2 separate regions of the Gossypium hirsutum genome follow, and region 2 is linked to region 1. The links are chromatin contacts, called in public Hi-C maps. All regions are on one chromosome and are shown on one strand. Each heading gives the region's core, a stretch centred on a gene start, on an enhancer-like site or on the middle of the called end of the contact. The rest is flanking DNA. Distances are from core to core; before and after follow the strand shown.

What was found. A called contact is a pair of places that touch in the nucleus more often than the background predicts.
Region 2: a contact with region 1 is called in a Hi-C map of leaf, with 2.3 times the contacts expected there. The contact joins the promoter of LOC107918002 here to the promoter of LOC121202977 in region 1. A contact is called at or near these places in 7 of 34 Hi-C or Micro-C datasets (callus, hypocotyl, leaf and 1 more).

Annotation. Positions count from the first base shown.
Region 1 is chrA01:22,867,137-22,870,014 of Gossypium_hirsutum_v2.1, reverse strand. LOC121202977 (zinc finger CCCH domain-containing protein 6) reads left to right here and starts at 1,275. Exons shown (of 4, transcript XM_041116467.1): 1 at 1,275-1,982. The coding sequence starts at 1,923.
Region 2 is chrA01:23,286,323-23,289,154 of Gossypium_hirsutum_v2.1, reverse strand. It overlaps LOC107918002, which reads left to right and starts at 1,549. Exons shown (of 7, transcript XM_016847479.2): 1 at 1,549-2,109. The coding sequence starts at 2,038.

The DNA.
Region 1 (2,878 bases), core at 26-2,525:
AAGTGAGTAGGTATGATGCCTAAGTACTCAGGGAACTCAGAAGCATGTGCCGTATCGGGATCAACGATTGACATATAGACATCGGGATCATTGCGTATGACGATGCCACGGCTCGAGTTTTCGACCGAAGGGGCATGATCATTTCCATTATTTTATCCTTCGTCGTGGATATCGTCTGCGACATCGTCTAAATCGGGGTCACTAAAATCTTCACATTCATGATCAGAACAATCATTATTATCAGATCCATCTTCACCAAGTGCATCAATTTCAATAACGTCTGGATATATTTGCAATCCACCACTGTACTAACCTAAACATCCAACGTTGAGATCGATGTCAAAATCGTGCATAAACAACTTGGGAACCTCGGTACACGAGTCTTCAACTCCAAGTTGTTGACTTAACTGAGTTACATTTTCAACGGGCTTTGCATCTGCTAACTCAGCAAATAACTGAATCGGTTCAGGGTTCAACCTCCCTGGCGGGTAATATAATACGACCATTGTCTCAACGTCTTTATCGTCCAGAAGTTCCATCTCGGTAAATTTGATAGGATTTGACGAAATTGGAAATTTGTCATATAGTTTCATCATCCTCCTTCCATAACGCCGGGAAATTTTTTCACTGACCTTCTATTTCATATCACTGACGAACATATTCTTATCGAATATCATTCCGATTTTTTGACGAGTTTTAAAAATATAACCAATGGTTGTTTCTAAAATAACACCATCGAAGTAAATTGTTGCAAAAAATTGGTTGTACTTTTTTTTTTGAAATTGCAAAAATAGAAGAAAAAAAAACTTAATTATTTTATTATAATTGTATAAGTTTACTTTTTATTGTTATTTTATTAAAAACTAACTATTTTTTTTAAAAGAAGGAACATTTGGCTATTCTTTAAACCATAACAAACAAAATAAATTGTAATATAAAAAAATAAAATGCCAAAATAATTAGTATTAACCTTCTAAAATATAAGTGAAGAGACTTAATTGCAATTTTCAAATAAGGGAGGGGAGGATATTCAAAAAAAAAAGTCTCTATTTAACTCAAGAACTAATGTGTGAGGTTGAGGGATCAAATCAATCACTTTTTATAATAAAAAATAATAATATAATAATAAAATATTTTTTAAGTTAAAAAAAATATTTTATTAAGAATAATAGAGTGTCTTCTGACACATCAACATATTAAAAAGATAATTTTTTTAAAAGAGAAAAACGATACCGTCGATTAATAGGATGTTGTAACGTGTTGATTTTTCAGTTTTGCGTACAATTAGAATGGAGGAAATAATGAAGTGTTAAGTCCTTTCATCGTTAAACTCAAATTTTCAGAAAACCAAAACTATGCCAAGAACCTCCTCTACTTCTATCCCCACAGCGCGTCCAATACAACTCCACAACCTCCCCCCCCCTGCACGCGTCAAACTAACGCGTGTGGCAGCTTTCACTCAACAGAATCTACAAGTACAGAACCGAAAGCCTCCTAAAACGAAACTAGTACACAAACAAATTTAGGGGAAAAACAAAATTAGATAGGAAAACGGCAAGGCAGCAAAGCAAACCCAGAGGATCTAGGGTTGCCTTGGATCTCTCTGTTTCCAAAGACACATATTTAGGTCTCTCTCTCTTTTTTCAATCCATTACTTCTTTGTTTTTCATGTAAATTAGGGTTTTCGAAACGTGTAAGTTGATGCAAAGGCTGAGAGACTCCTTTGTTTTTGGGACAGTGGTGTCTTGCTCTTAAGGTTTTAACCTTTTTTTTTATCGATCGAAATCGAATTCTAAAATCGGTGATTCTGGGAATTGGACTCTTTTATCAATTTTATCAGAATCGATGATGGAAAAGGCGGATTTTTGAGATTTTTTAATCTTTAATTTATAATATTTATTTTATTTTTGCTATCTGTCAATATGCGAGGACTGCACAAATCAAAAAAGGTTACTTGGGCACCGGATATTAACCTTTGTCAGGTAAGGATTGCTCTTTTAGTTTCGCAATTCCTAAAATTTGAGCTCCGTTTTAGCTGAAATAGAGAAATGGAAATGAGGGTGGAAAATTTTGAAGTTAAATGGACCTTTATTTTCTTAAACCTGTTAACTGTGTTTGAATTTTATTTGAATCTATTTGGTGATTACTAGTTCATTATTAGTCTTCTTGCAAAGCATAACTACGAATGTGCTTTTTCATTTTTGGTGAGGGCATTGTTGTATGAAGCCTTTTAGAGTATGAATGATGGAGTTCTTTCATTCTCTTTCGGTAGTATTTATGGCTAGTTTAGGTTTTACTTAACTGGTTTTATGGGAATAAAAATCAATGGAGTTTGGAAATATGTTATGCAAGTTAGACATAGAATATGAAAGAACAGTAGTAAAAGACTTTGATTTTTAGGTCATTCAGAAATTTCAACGACAATAAATATATAGCTGCAATAAACTTCCCCGGCTCGTCAATTCCTTTCATTTAATGTTCATTTACTGATCTACAGAGAACAAAATAACACATAACTAGGGTACGAAATTGAAATCTCGATCAATGCATGTTAAGTTAATAATGTTTGTTAAGTTCTGAAGTCTTGACTTCAAATTTTTGCTTTTAGTTATCAGAGAAGCTTGTTATTTGTTGTCTTTCCTTTTTCATGTAGGATAATTGTGTCTCTAAAGTGTCTTCAGTATATCCCCTTTTTCCCAAGTCGTCAATAATTTGAAAGAATATATAATTTCTTTTGGAGAAGTTCCAATTGTGACATCTCATTTGTATGTGTACGGTTCCTTACAATATGAAGGGACATCTGCCTTCAGTCCTTAGATTTTCAATTCAAAGTAGAGCCAAGCTGAAATGAGATGTTACTCTTGTCTGATGTGAGATT
Region 2 (2,832 bases), core at 300-2,799, 420 kb before region 1:
ATTCAAGATTTCAACAGCCTTGCGATCTGAAAAGCCCAACTTGAATCAACGGCCTCAACCGCATAGGTCGTTTAAATCTGATCTCTATCTCCCTTGACATAATCCAACTGACTTTTTCCACCTAGACACGTCAATTTTTTGCTGGAATTTGAACATAACACGGCTGATTCGACTTCCCAACTATACGCCAAACAAATCCAACCCAACGTACACTTTGAATCGAAGTTGAATCAACTTTAAGGGACAAATTTGTACTATCCTATATACCATGAGATAGAAAATACTGCGTTGAGATCTTTTTTTGAGCGGGTTCATATCTCACGATTGTTTTGTTGGAGCAATTTCTAGACTAAAGCTAAATAGGGGTTTAGTTAATTATGGAAATAATCATACTTAAAAATAAATGGTTTAAATGGAATTGTGGAAGGTGGAAAGGGAAGGGCGCTTAGAAGGCAATTAAACCAATAAATGTTGAAAGTAAAAGAAAAAAAATGAAACAGCTGAATAGAAGACGCAGAGACATAGGAAGGAAAAAAAACATAAAGAATTTATTGAATGCCAAAGGTCAAGTGTCTGTTTAATTGACTAGAGCAACTAGGTATATACGCAATTCTAGTACTAAAATTTAGTTAAATTTTTCTAAAATATTATCACTAAATAAAAAAATTTTAAAATCAAATTTAAACTAGAAATTAAATTCAAATTAATTACAAAATTTTAACAATATAAAAAATCCTTCAATTTTTAGTTAGCCACCTCTATATATCATACGCTATCACTTTCCTTCAAATAAAAAAAATATTTTAATTAGAGTCTCTCAAAATTTTTGAAAAATTTCATTTTTCCTTGAAGTTTTTGGAAAAATTCAATTAGACCGCCTCAATTTTTTTAAAATTCTCATTATATTTTTTTTAGTTTTTTTTAAGTTTTAAATATGTTACTTTAATTTTTTTAAAAAATTCACATTAATCTCATAAAAATTAATTAGACCCCAAATTTTTTTAAAAAAATTCTCATTAAACTTTAAAAATTTTACTAGACATTTCTCTTTTCGCTCTACTCGTAATTTAATTGAAGCTTGAACCCGAGTTTCGATGAGGTTGAATGCACTGTTTTCGTTCTACCTTCCTTATTTATTTTATCTAATTCTAAAAAAAAGGGGCGAGAGAGTAGTCACAGATATTTGATTGTATCTTGATCTAATCTTTTTCGCCTTGTCCCGCGACAATAACTCTCTTAACTTAATCTCAAGATTTTTTTATTTTTGGTGAATTATAAAAGAAGAATCAAAATTCTAATAATAATATAACTAGTACGACTCGAAATCAGATTACACCTAAAACGATAAATCATTATTATTGATTATCAATATATATACACTTTCATATCAAATATAAATGAAGTAATTTCAATCAATGTAATTTACTGTTATAGTTAAAAACGATGTATGCCCTAAAACTAAGTTAAATCTAAAATAAATTTAAAAAAAAAAACCTAAAATTTACCGTAATCAAATCAATACCACTTTGAAGGTATGTGATAGACGCTTTAGTCAACGGTCAAAACCAATTACGCGGCGCCGCAACCAACAGCCAATACGGGTGCAGTCACCTGAAGAATTACCGTGAGATAGCGAGAGAAAGGGTTAGTGAAGGTAAAGAAGCCAAGTTCTACCCCCAAAAGAAAGAAACAGGGGAGCTTTTATTTGTAGTTAACTTTTGGTTGGCATTACCACACTCCGATTTGATTGAAAATCCGTGAAATCATCAAATCTAATTTGTCCCCATTTTCGACAGTAAAACCCCACCATCCCCCTGCTTTCAGTTTTTAGTTCTAGGTTTCCTCTTAAAATTCCCTCCCACACACTCTTTTTTGTACTTTTGTTTTTCGTTTTCATGTTTTATACAGTTGGAGAGACCCAAAGCGACGCTTCGCCAGACAGAAATCGTGGGAAGACAAAGTTGTAAAACGAATATAAATAAAAGGGGGGAGGGGTTGAAAGGCGGCTCCTTCTTGCTTGGTTGTGCTCCAAAATAGATGGGGGCTTTGGCTCCAGTCCTTTCCACTTGGATACCTGAAGATGACCTTCTTTTGAAGAACGCTATTGAGGTACTTGCCTTTTCTTTTCTCCTTCATTGGTTTTTAAGAAAATGAATAAAATAAAGATTGGGTCTTTTTCATACTTGTTTCAGGAATTGGTTTTACTTGTGGTCTCAATTCGACTTTTCTTCTGTTCGTATTTGCTGTCAGCTTGAAGTCTTCTTTGTTTTTCTAGTAGCTAGAAAATAATGCCTTTTTTTTTCTTTTAAATTTCTCGCCCCTTCTATTTCATTGTTTTATTTATTAGAGTTGCAGAGCTTATTTACGCGTCCGTCTTAGTCTTTTGGATGTATGGCACTGGTCCTGTTCTAGTCTTCAAATTCTGGGTTTATTGTGTTAAAGCGTGGATTCATTGCAATATAAGTTGGCTGTATTAAAAAAAAATTATACGATTCTTGCATTATGTTTATACAGTTAGGATATTCATAAGATTATCCTCCTGTTGTTGTTGTTGTTTCAGAGGAATACTATTGCATAATGCCAAAATTTGTCAGTAGATAGATTGCTTGTGAGAATGCGATGTAGAAATATTACTAATAAACATGGTTTGCGCTGTGCCAAAGTGTTTCTATTCATGGATGCAAATAGTTTTTCTAAAACATGAAATGACATTACTATGGTTGGTCTGGTAGTGCCCTTATTTGCAAAGAGTGCATGAACATCAACAGGAAAAAGGATCCAAATTGTGCATTTAGCATGACATTATCACCTTGTTTTGTTTTTCTTATCGTC